Linked DNA regions of Zea mays: all the other regions are linked to region 1. A link is a contact called in public Hi-C data. All regions are on one chromosome and are shown on one strand. The core of a region is the stretch at or near the end of the contact, and the rest is flanking DNA. Distances in the headings are between cores, read along the strand shown. Region 1 holds the start of LOC100217221 (squamosa promoter-binding protein-like (SBP domain) transcription factor family protein). Region 2 holds the start of LOC103632974 (proteasome subunit beta type-1). Region 3 holds the start of LOC100282418 (60S ribosomal protein L7a-1). Region 4 holds the start of LOC100284715.

Region 1 (3,047 bases), core at 374-2,873:
TCAGGCAGGTGTAGGCTAATTTTTAAGCTCAAGTTCATCATATCTGTGGCTGTTGGTGACCAATTGGCGAGAATCTGAACTCTGAAGCAGAGAGAGAGGGAGGGAGGCAGGGCAAAAGAAAGAACTGATTTGGCATTTTCACTTTGAACAAAGGGGAAGGCAAGGAATAATCAGCAGTAAAAAGTAAAAGCTGTGGAGAAAAGATGTCTGGGTGTAAATCAGTCGGTTTGCTGATTGGTAGTACCAATTTTCAACAATTCAAGCAAGCGACCCTTTTCCAGAATTCCAGGCAACCAGCAGCAGGTTCATGCAATTACATCGACGTTTTCAGATGAAGTGAATTGAGAGAAGAGAAGGGATGGGATTGGCTTTGGCCTGGAACTGGAGTTGGCGTATATACCTGCTGCACTGCTGGCAGAAGCGCATCTCGCGGCCGGCGACGGCGACGACGGGCGTCTTGGAGTGCGCCTCGCAGACCTTGTGGCGGCGGTGGTAGTCGCGACACTTGCTGAGGTCGGCCTTGCAGCCGTCCACCGCGCACGACGGGCACTGCGCCCCGGCGGCGCCACCGGGCCCCGAGCGCGGGCGCTTCATCGGGCTAGCGGACGGCGGCGCCGCGGCCGCGGCCGCGGCCGCTGCCACTACCGGCTCCTTCGTCCCGTCCGCAGCCCCGAACTCGCCGAGCCCGCCGAGCTTGAGGTCCACGGAGCACTCCGCCCGGCTCGGCGCCCCGCGCGGTGCCGCCGCGGGGGGAGGCCCAGCAGCTGCGGCGGCAATGCCCGACGCCGCCGCGGGGGAAGGCGCGGCGGAGGCGGCGGCGGCGATGGGCGGCGGCACGGCGTCGTGCTCCAGGTCGGGCAGGTCCCAGGAAACCGGCATCTTGAGATCCCAATCCATGAATGGGAACGGCGCGGGCGATGGATAGCAAGCTCGACCGTTTCCCCGTCGGCCAGTGCAGAGCTAGGCGCCGCGTGCCCGTGCCCGTGCCCGTGCCCGTGGCCGAGCTGGAGCTCTGTGTGCGTGTCTTTCACGGCCAGGACAGTGCCGCGGCCGGTTTGTTGGGTTCCCCTGTCCCTCTCATCCTATAGGCCGCTCTGCCGCGGGGAGGGTGGCAACGAGCCAGCCAGACACCGAGGGGAGTTATTGCCTGGGCACCACCGCGCGCGCACAGAAGCGAACAAATCGAGCACGGGAACAGGGCAAATGCCGCAGATCAGCAGGGGGGGCTGCTGAGCTTATCCTGATGGGGAGGAGAGAGAGAGAGAAACAAACAGCCAGCCAGAGGGAGGGAGATGAGCTGCCGCTAGAGCTAGATGCCGGGCGGTGCCCGGTGGTGTCGAAGCGAGTGGTGCGCGGAGGGGGATGTGCTACTGCAGTCTGCTTGGTGGGAGGGGAGCCGTGGAAGTGGAAGTGAGGAACAACCGAACAAGCAGGCGCAAGACCAGCACCAGTGCACCACCACCACCACCACCACCGAGGAAGAGGAGGCCAGGCACAGCCACAGCCAGTACGTGCTCGCAGAGGCAAGTGCAGCGCAGGTGTATCAGTGTAGTTGTGTGGATTGCGAGTGGTGTGGTGTGGAGGGCTACCTCTATCAGCTAGAGCTCAGCTCAGCTTTCAGACCTCAACTGATGAGGGCGTGGATCAGTGGATGGATGCATGCCCATCTTATACTAATCACTCGACTCCACTATTCTATTATTACGATAACAAAAACAAAAACTATTTTTTTGTATGGATTTGTTTTTCTTCGTTCCACTGCGAAATGCAACATTGCTTGCAGTAGCCATTCATCAGGGCCACCATCAATCCCCTGACAGGGATTCTAAAGGCGACGGGCCCCGCAGCGGGCGCCAGGTGCCATGTTCATCCTTTAACACCAGCATGGAACCCTTGTGCTGCTGCGCGCAATTATTGGGGGGAGGGGGGGTTGGTTCGGGGGGTCTTCGCCGCCGCCTGCAGTGCTTTGCTTTGGCCGGCCCTCCCTAGCTAGCTTGCAGCAGAGGAGACGGGTGGGCATTACTTCTCTTGGCTTCTTGTTAGCGAGGTTGGTTGAGTGGGGGAAGAGGACTGAGGAAGGTTTAATGAGTGTCATCAAGGGCTGGGCTACAGTAGAGCGACTAGTGTTTTTTTCTCTCTCTTTCTCTCTCTCTCTCTCTATACTTAAAAACAACAGTGTGGTAGCTCACTCATGTAGTCATGTGTGTGTGACTGAGGAGCATGTGAAGGCACTGTGCTACAATAGTTTGGGAAGCTGGATTGTTTGAAAATATAATAATGTTACTTTCCTCCTAAGGCCCTTTTCGTTTTGTGCCAATCCATAGGGATTGAGGGGGATTAAATCCCCTACAAGTCAAAATCCTCTCCAATCCCTTCCAATCCCCCTCAATCCCTATGGTTTTGGGATCAAACGAACATGGCCTAAGGGAGGAGGGAAAAAAAATCAAACTTCTGTTCAGCATGATTGCGAGGCTACTGTGCTAAAATAGTGCGTACGTGATGGTTAATCGGATTACTATATTGGTCACGTAGCTAGTCTGATCCATGCATCCGTCAAAAGGCAAGTAATTTCGATTTTTTTTTCTATCTCCAGCGGCGAATCCTCGAAATATGTCTAGTCAGAAGAAAGCTGGAGCTGCAAATGCATGTTATTGTTCCACGGATCGATCCATTTGCTACATAGGAGTACGTATATAGCAATTGGAAACAGCTTGAGGCCCTGTTTTGAATTGTAGTATTTTTGCAGTTTTGAAACAATACTATAATGTTTGATGATACTATAATATTGGAGCTCAAAAGGTGTTTGATTTAAACAGTCAAAAACTCATTTTTAAATACCATGGTGTATCCAAAACTGTGGTATTTTTGGAGTTTTCGAAACTCCACTTAGGACCCCAGTCTTATTCTTTCTTTCTACATATACTTTGTTTTTCCAATAAACCAAACAGATTTCGGTTTTGAACAATACTGTAGTTTTACAGTACCGTAGTATTTATGTCATGTACAATTATAAGTATCTCAAAACTACAGTATTTCAAAACTACATT
Region 2 (3,047 bases), core at 312-2,811, 240 kb after region 1:
AATATACGTTATTCCGGACAATCGACTTAGAATTGAGATGGATGGACTTATGCACCTGTGAAACAATCAACTAGCTATACTACTTTGTCCATAAGGTTGCGATGGTCATAAAAACCAAAATCAATTTAGAGAACATGGTTAAGGCCATTTCCCTTTTAGACTGTCCAACACCCTACGCGCGGACTATCCAGAATCACACCGAGCCCCCACATGGCTCGCAGGCGATGCTCGTCATAACTGGACAGCCCGGATATAAGCCCGGATCGTTCGGTCCCTTCGCAGATCGTTCGGCCACCCCGCCCAGACCATGCAAGTACGTCTAGACAGAATAGGGTGATGCTTACAACACACAATTTTCTACCCACCTCAACAACACTACTATTTCCCGCCTGTGGTGCATCAAAGACGTAGTATACCACCACCACCACCACCATCGATATGCGGTGCACAACTATAGGTATGACCAGACAGTCCGAGTATGATCTCGAACCATCCGAACACATTGTGGACCGTCCGACACCTTACGCCAGACCATTCGGATATGTATACGTAGAACATAGTACTGCGCATAAGGCACAATTTTCATACTCTATCCCACCTACATCGCAATGTATTCGCAACATGCCACCAACCACACATGAGGCCAAATATTTTTTGGCCCTTGCGGAGCTAGAAAGGGTCATCCCATACCACACAACAACGGGATGCGGTACCGTATGCCTCATGGCCTATATTGGAAGCCATCTTTCATCATCTTGGTACAAAAGGCCATCATAATGATAACTGGCCACCTAAGCCCCATGCCTCGAGGACCGATGGCTTACCATCGGTCACTATGGATGAAGTTTGGAAGTAAATAGGCCATATGACCCTCGATGGGACGCCGTTCCATACCCTCCAGAGACTAGTGTTCCAGATTTCTCTAAATTCTCAGATGAGGGCAGTAAAAGCACTCTCGAACACGTAGGCCAATTTCTAGCATAATTGGAAAATTGGCCAACATAGAAGCTTTTCGTGTTTGCCTATTCTCATTATGCCTTACTAGCCTTGCATTCACCTGGTGACCTATTGCCAACCGTTCGACACCTCGCAAAAAGGTCCCCAAGGTCTCGACTCCCCGTGAGCGAGATCTAGGGTTCATTGATGTTTGACCCCAAAGTAGGTGGTGGCTTGTGGAGCAGAAATAAAGGTAGAGTTCAAGGCTGCATCGTAGAGCCTACCCCAAGGTTTTGCACGTCGTGTGGAGGCCCTAGGGTTCATTGGTATTTGGCCCTCCAAAAGATGTCAACACTATTTATATGATATATAAAAATCGTAGTAAAGTACGAGCAACTAACTAGTCTCTGCTCTTTTAAAGCACCAGCTTCGTGCGTTATTCCTCTCTCCTACTTCTCGCTTAACAATTGTCCAATGGACCATTACACCACATATGAGTCGTTACACACAGATGGGCCGTGAGAACCATTAAAACCCAATACAACATAAAACCAAACATAATGTTCCTAGATAGTACCACTTTGCTGGCTAAAGAAGGACGAATGAGTTATAAAAAATATGATAGACTCTATTTTCAACGTATAGCTAATTAAAGGAGAACGAGAGACGGAAAAAAGAGCTAGACTCCTTTATCATCGAATAGCTTTCTCGACGAAAACTGGAGGAGCTAAAATTTTGAAGGAGAACCCCAGACCACCTCGGCCCACGGACCCACGGACCATAGCCCAGAAAGGACCAAGGTGGAAGAAACAAAACGAAAGGCGGTGTCAGCTGCTCCTCCACTTCCCGTGTTTCTAACTCCGGTGGCTCCACCACTAGCAACCCGTGCAGCGAGCCCACCCCGACCACTGCCATGTCGAGGCGCGGCGACTGGGTCTACGAGAACAACGGCGGGTAGCCTCCCTGCGGCCTTCCCACCTCGCCTGCTGGCCGTATCCTATGTGTTCTCTAACGAGGGTCTGTTTGGTCCTGCAGGACCTGCGTGGCCATCGCCGGCGCCGATTACTGTGTCGTCGCGGCGGACACCCGCCTCTCTGTCGGATACAGCATCCTCACGCGCGACCACTCTAAGATCTGCGACCTGTGAGTCCCTGAACCCGATCTCGTGCTTCGATCTGTCCATCTGGGCTTTAGGGTTTGTGGATTGGGAGGCACGAGTGAATTTTGGTGTGGCGTGGGCTAAAATATGGGTGACAAGGCTGGATTCGTAGCAGGATTTGGTGCTGCCACTGGTTCTTTTAGCTAGGGTTTGGTGCGTGGAGGATTGTGTCGAAAATTATGGGGGAAATACCTTTACATTCTATATGTTTTATACGTTTTTCGTTAATGGCTAGTTAGTTCAGCGTCCTCTTTGTGAACGGGAATGCTTAACTGGCTTGCTACTGTGGTATGGTCTTTTGTTCATCAATTTGCTTACTTAATAATGCTGAGCACACTGGGTTGCATGTGGTTCATTCTTCATTCTTCCTAGCCCTAGTTTTATGTCCTATGTTTGCTCTTTCATTCAGATGACTAGGTCATCATAGAATAATATTTTAGATTCTGCTTTCTGCACAAGTAGGGTAACCTTCGTTGCTAAACAAACTTCTGGTTTTGGCAGATGAGCATTTCATTAGCATATCATTGTAGGTAAGGGAGATGTAGGCTTGACATTTAGGTTTACTTTTATATTGAGTAAAATACATTTCCGGTCCTTGTCGTGCTATGTCATCTCGGTCCATAAACTTTCAAAGTGTGTCTCTTAAAGCCTTAATCGTTGTTTGGGTCTCAGTTAGGTCCAAACGGGTTGTGGTTTTACCATACAGCCTAGCACTGGCATATGGACCCCACATGTCAACCTATGTATCTCTTTTCTCTGTTTTCTCTCACCTTCCCGCATCTTGCTCATGTCGTCGCGCGCCACACCGTGTGCCTCCGTCCCGACAACACCGAGGCTTGGGAGCGCTGCGGATGCAGCTTACTTGCACTCTGGAAGCCAGCCGCACACGACGCAGCCGGCTTGGGCGCCGCCTTGCGGTGGACGGGCAGCCACGCTTGCCTTGGTGGGGGAA
Region 3 (3,047 bases), core at 294-2,793, 190 kb before region 1:
CGAATCCAGGAGTCAAAAAGGTTGGATACTTGGAGACGCATTGTTCTGTTGGCTGTAGCTCCATCCAATAAGGTGAAGGAAGACTATGTAAAAGAGCTTTTCGTAACAACGCAGGGCATAATTCGGCTTGTGATTACCTCAGCAGGCAGATCTTGCAAAACGTTTTCTGAAGAGAAAACATTCAGGGCTCTTTTGTTATGGCTCTTTAGATGGCTCATCGTGGAACACTAACAAACGATAAAAAAACGGCTTCTCGTCGAGAGCCCTCGAGGAACTAGGACCGTTTTTGTGTTGGAAGCCGGAGCATAAAAAATGTGGCTTCTATCGGTTCTTTCTTCATTCCTCTAATACAGGAAATAAATTTAAGAGAAACCGTTTTGCCAAACGAATTATAAAATGCTCCGACTCTTATAGAGAATTCAAAGAACCATAGAAGCTAGAGTTGGAATTGTTTTCTGATGAACCGGAGCCTTGCCAAAGGAGCCTCAGAAACAGGATAATTTGAACGACATAACATGCACAATGAAACAATATTGCTTCTAAGTTACAACTCTAATGGAGTGAAAATACATAACTGTCTATCTGTCTATGGACCTTTTTTTTTCGGCGAACTACCCGTTGATGTAGTAATTGAACCACAAAGTCATAGATAAGCCTGAAGCAGACACGGCTAACTTGAGGCTACAAGTACAGTTTTGCAGACAAGTAGACAACACTCGGTGGATTTTTGACAAACACAAATAGCGGCTCCGTTCAATACATAATTGAATATATTCAACGGTGAAATTTAAGTAAATGAAGTTTTGCGGCTTCAAGCATTGGGCAGGGGTGTTTGCAACTATTCAGAAAGCCAAAAAAGAGAGGGAGTAAAAAAACCTTCAAATGAATGTGGTAGGAAACAGCTCTAGCAACCTGCCAACATTTTGAGGCACAAACTAATAACCGCCTAAGGCTTTGATCGGTTGCGATGGATCAAAGGGGATTAAGAGAATTAAATCCCTTTTTATTCAATTTTGAATAGAATGAGATTTAATTCCTCTCAGGACTTATTCGGTTAGGTGGATTAAAAGAGATTGGACGAGATTTAATCCTCTCAATCTATCTCTAACCGAACGAGTCATCAATGACACAATGAACAAGTCATAAATATCAATCACCTGTACTCGAAAGAACACGTCGATTCTACTCATGAAGTATGAGCTGATCGTGATTTCATTTAGATTTAGGTCTCCGTCTCCAGTTTTCGAACGCTCACTAGAAGAAACAGAGGGTAACCTTCACCCAAACAAATGGGCTCAAACCTGCGAGGGATTCAACTGAGAAGTGCTAAGGAAATGGGTTCAAATAGAAACCATCAATACGACAAACGGCCCAAATACCTTTCTCTCGTGGCGGCCCAAGTGGCATCGCCTAAACCCTAATCCCGGAACCGGACGGCTGAGAACGCTCCGCTTGCTTCTCCACCTTGCATCCGACGGCCAGGGTGCGTCCACCTCGGCGTGAGCCATCCTTTATAGAACCACCTCTCGGCTTCCAAGCGCCACTCGCCGCCTCCTCCCCACTGCCTCGTGTGGCCGTCGTCTCCCGTTCGGAACGCCAAGCCCCCCCTCCGGCGAAATGGTGCGTGCGATCTCGCCGCCGATCTTCCTTTTTTTGCTTTGGATTTCCCGCTATTCCAATCTCTTCTTGGTATTTATTTTCAATATTGTTTCGTGGATCTTGGTTGGCACGTGCTTATGTTCCTCTAGTTTTCAGATGTAAACTTGCTGAAAATCTGTGTATGGTTCATGTAACTTGCTAAGATAAGAGTTCGACTTACAAATCTGCAGGCCCCCAAGCGAGGTGGCAGGGCGCCGGTGCCGGCCAAGAAGAAGACGGTATAAATTGTGCTTTCCCGTGGTCTTCCTCGATATGTGTGCGGCGCTATGGTGGGAATGCGTAGTCTGACTGTTGGGTTTGTCTGGGTGCAGGATAAAGTGACGAACCCTCTATTCGAGAAGAGGCCGAAGCAGTTCGGCATCGGCGGCGCGTTGCCGCCCAAGAAGGACCTGCACCGGTTCGTCAAGTGGCCCAAGGTCGTGCGTATCCAGCGGCAGCGCCGCATCCTCAAGCAGCGCCTCAAGGTACCACCGGCGCTCAACCAGTTCACCCGCACCCTCGACAAGAACCTCGGTATGAACACCACTCACTCGTTTACTTAAGAGTGCTAGGTTGCTAATAAACAGTAAAATCATCACCTTCTTGATTTGATGCGGAAATCTGTGCTATTCTAGTTGCACAGTAGGTTAACAACGAACTGTATTGATGCATACAATTATGCATAAGTTCCAGTTACTATTGTCTTTCATTATTTTGGTCATATCGCATTATGCTTACCATTTAGGCACTTGCATATTTGGGTTACCTTAATTAGGGCAATAGGCTTTTCAAGGGTCCATTAGAGTGGGGCCTTTCATCAGTGTGTGCCTGAACCTTTTCATCTAGTCTTACATTGTGACATAAAAATGGCTAGTAGCATGTCTAATCATGCCTCTGATATTCACTTTTAAACACGATCAAACATCATCCTGCTAAACTTAGTGAACATGCATTTACTGATAGACAATAAGACAAATATGTTACCAATTTACCATGTTATCTGTCAGGGGCTTTGATAGATACTGAATGCACTCATGTGTTCTCGTTTAAGTTAACTGGCTGCTATGCTTGAACTATGCCACTACTGGAATTATGCCTTATTTCTGTTCTTTCGCCTTGTCTCTTTTCTTTCTATAACGTTATAACCTACCTATTCATTTTTCAGAATGTATATTATGGTGTTGCAAATCTCTGACTTGAAATGTTTGCAGCTACGAACCTGTTTAAGATGCTTCTCAAGTACCGGCCTGAAGACAAGGCTGCCAAGAAGGAGAGGCTTCTGAAGAGGGCCCAAGCTGAGAATGAAGGAAAAACTGTTGAGTCGAAGAAACCAATTGTTGTGAAGTATGGCCTTAACCATGTGACTTACCTCATTGAGCAGGTATGATTTCAGCACTTCTCTGTTTCTC
Region 4 (3,047 bases), core at 385-2,884, 160 kb before region 1:
AAGTTCACATTTATAGTTGTACACTGCATATCAGCCAAGCTCGGTTACAATATCTCTACTATATAAAGCACAATTTATTGTGTATAAAGTGGGGGTTTGAACTTTGATCGTTGGCTTCACATTAGCATCTATCTAACCAACAATAACACATATATTTTAGGTTTTATTAAAATAAAGCTTACTTATATGATATTTATATGATATATATAGAAAACTTAGAATATAGGAGCATTTAACTAGTAAGGTGCATTTCCAACGCCTCCAGTAGTAGTAGTAGTGATTGGGGCTTCAGTTGAGGATTGGTGTATGTCCTTCAACTTTCCTTCAGTGCAGACGGACGGGCCTGTCGAACACCCAGCTGATGCTGACAGATTGGGCCTCTTTTTGGGCGGCACGGTCGTGGGCCAGCTCCTCCATCCTGCGGATCTTGCGCGGCAGCCCGCACACGTAGTCTTGCGCGCGGCGCCCCTCGCCAGACAGCCCCTGGAGCCCCGCCACCCTCCACGTGCGCACGAAGTGCTCCACCATGTCGCCGTAGTCCGCCGCCGTGTACACCCCGGCGCGCTGCGCCACCGCCGAGAAGTGGTCGAAGAGGCTGTCGTCGCGGCCGTCCGTCATTCGCTCGCCGGGCATGGTGACCTTGGCTCGCATGACGGCCGCGAGCGCCCGCACCACTCCGTCGGGGTCGGCCTCGAAGCACCTGGCGACGACCCTGGTGTAGGCGACCTCGTGGCGCTTCTCGTCGCCGGCGATGACCCCGCAGAGCTTGGCGAGACAGGCGTCGCCGTGGAGCGCGGCGCGCCTGGCGGTGCGGGCGTGGGAGACGAAGGTGGCGCGCTCCTGGAAGGCGCCGTAGATGGACGCGTGGTAGGGGCAGGAGGGCTCCGTCATGCTCATGCCGCGGCGGAGGAGGTGGTGCACCGTCCTCTCCACCTGGCGCATGTCCACGCGGCCGCACAGGTAGAGGTAGCGGTTGAGCAGGTCGCCGTGGCGGTTCTCCTCGGCGGTCCAGCCGCGCAGCCAGCGAGCCCAGCCGTGGCCGTCGCGGCCGGTGGCGTCGGTGACGCCTTCCGCCGGGCCGACCCGGTTCCCCATGGTCATGTACGTGGGCAGCCCTTCCTCCGTGATCATGTTGCCCACGAGGCACACGAGGAGCTCGTCGGGCACGCCCGCCGCGCGGGCCTGGAGCTCCGCCACCTGGACCCGCTGCTCCTCTGCGGCGACAGCGAAGGTGGGCAGGAGATCGGCGGGCTGCCATGCCTCGTCCACGGGGGTGAGCAGCGACAGCATCTGGTCCTCCACCCACCCGTCCTCCTCCAGGAACCGCAGAAGGTCCAGGGTCTGCAGCCGCGGCCGCTGCTCGTCGTCATGGCAAGAGGCGGGCGCCGTTGCCGTCGCTGCCGTTAGGGCACGGCCGCGGCCTGGGTGGTGTGCCGACGAAGCAGAGCGCTTCTTGGCCGCCAGCGGCATCGCGCTCGCCGTCCTCTTGCCGCTGCAAAGCTTCATCGGCGGCACGGGTGATGATGCCCACGGCAGTACTGCGACCAGCATCATCTTGAGCCCCGGCACGTCTGTCTAGCTGACTCTTTGCTGCTGCTGCTGCTGATGGTTGCTGGCTGATGCATACAGAATACGACTACGAGGTGGATTGGAGGTGATAAATATCGTGGATCGATCGGATACCGAGAGGGGTGTCCACGTGCCCGGTGCCCCCTCGCTCGCGGGCTAGGAAGAAAATGAGTACGGCTGGTGCTGGCTCAATGAATCGCATGCGCAGTTGTGCACACCGACATATATATCCAGTGAAAGTGAATGCTGGAGTCTCCTCCGTCCCAGCCGGCCATGTGCCTAGATTAGTCATTGGAGTTACGCTCTTTACGCTGGACGAACCGAAAGTGATGGAACGTCGAATTGGATGGAAGCAATAGAGTGATCCGCCGTTAGTACAGTCAGTTAGTGACACACACTAGTACGTGCATACAGTACCGCGTGTTCAATTCGATCACAACAAATACAAGGGCTGAAATTCTTTTGTTCCAGCCAGCTACCACCGAACAGGAGTATATATCCATTCATAAATAGTGATGAGAATATGGGCCGAGCTTTTTGGTCCAGTACGAGCACCACCCAAAAACAAGAGTTCAAAGTATGGCCGACACGAAATAATATGGTGTGGTCTAACAAGGTCCAAAGGCAGGCCTAGACTAGACCTTAAATTCGGGCCCATCGAGTCCCAGCGCGGCACACACATGCATGCGCCGTGGTTGGACCGACATCGCCCAATGAAGCAAAGCCTATATTGTTTAAATTCATTAATTTAGTAAGGTATAGGTTTATTGTGGTTATAATATTTGGACTTTATGTTGTCTATTGTTGCTTATATTGTTTAATATCTTTAATTTAGTAAGTTATGGACTTTGTGTGATTGTAATATTTGGATTTTATGTGGTTCAAATATACAGGTCGAGTTTGGACTAACACGGTCCAACAAAATCACGACATGTTTTGGGACTGGACTAGACCACTAATTCTATACTTCGGGATGACCAATTTTTTAATCTTTTTGGCCTTAGCCTATTTAATTTGATCCAAAGCACGATGGACCCGAGTCAAGCTAGACCGACCCGGCTCAATTCCTAGCACCATTCATAAACATCCTTGCATTATTGCATTGAGTTCACACTTGCATGTGACCGGAATGAATAACGATGGCAGCTAGCTAGACGCATGCCATGTATATACGTAGACGCGCGTTAGGAAGCAGCTTACCATAATCTCATCATCTATTTTCAAACTTTACTCTCTAAATCATATATTTCAAACTTCACTCTAACCAATTAATATAGGTTATATATAGTACAAAATAATATTTTACACGATTATATACCTAATCTGTTGTAGACATCCCTACATGCCGAAAAGCTTGCATGCGTTGCCAGGACAAAAAACACAATATGCATATCCATTTGTATTCATGTGTACTGTTGGTGTAACTCCATGCATGAACATACGTATAACTGCACGCGTACCTGCTGGTAATTTTCAAG

The links. Hi-C and Micro-C count contacts between places; a contact is called where the count stands out from the background.
Region 2: a contact with region 1 is called in a Hi-C map of ear, with 1.7 times the contacts expected there. The contact joins the promoter of LOC103632974 here to the promoter of LOC100217221 in region 1. A contact is called at or near these places in 2 of 25 Hi-C or Micro-C datasets (ear and tassel).
Region 3: a contact with region 1 is called in a Hi-C map of leaf, with 6 times the contacts expected there. The contact joins the promoter of LOC100282418 here to the promoter of LOC100217221 in region 1. A contact is called at or near these places in 4 of 25 Hi-C or Micro-C datasets (ear, leaf and tassel).
Region 4: a contact with region 1 is called in a Hi-C map of leaf, with 4 times the contacts expected there. The contact joins the promoter of LOC100284715 here to the promoter of LOC100217221 in region 1. A contact is called at or near these places in 4 of 25 Hi-C or Micro-C datasets (bundle sheath, ear, leaf and 1 more).

What each region holds. Positions count from the first base shown.
Region 1 is chr7:142,907,139-142,910,185 of Zm-B73-REFERENCE-NAM-5.0, reverse strand. LOC100217221 (squamosa promoter-binding protein-like (SBP domain) transcription factor family protein) reads right to left here and starts at 1,623. Exons shown (of 3, transcript NM_001359706.1): 1 at 401-1,623. The coding sequence starts at 897.
Region 2 is chr7:142,666,644-142,669,690 of Zm-B73-REFERENCE-NAM-5.0, reverse strand. LOC103632974 (proteasome subunit beta type-1) reads left to right here and starts at 1,561. Exons shown (of 7, transcript XM_008654675.2): 1 at 1,561-1,890; 2 at 1,972-2,079. The coding sequence starts at 1,850.
Region 3 is chr7:143,098,838-143,101,884 of Zm-B73-REFERENCE-NAM-5.0, reverse strand. It overlaps LOC100282418 (60S ribosomal protein L7a-1), which reads left to right and starts at 1,543. Exons shown (of 7, transcript NM_001155329.2): 1 at 1,543-1,620; 2 at 1,830-1,877; 3 at 1,971-2,172; 4 at 2,850-3,019. The coding sequence starts at 1,618.
Region 4 is chr7:143,065,307-143,068,353 of Zm-B73-REFERENCE-NAM-5.0, reverse strand. LOC100284715 reads right to left here and starts at 1,634. Exons shown (of 1, transcript NM_001157610.2): 1 at 1-1,634. The coding sequence starts at 1,569. The coding sequence ends at 325.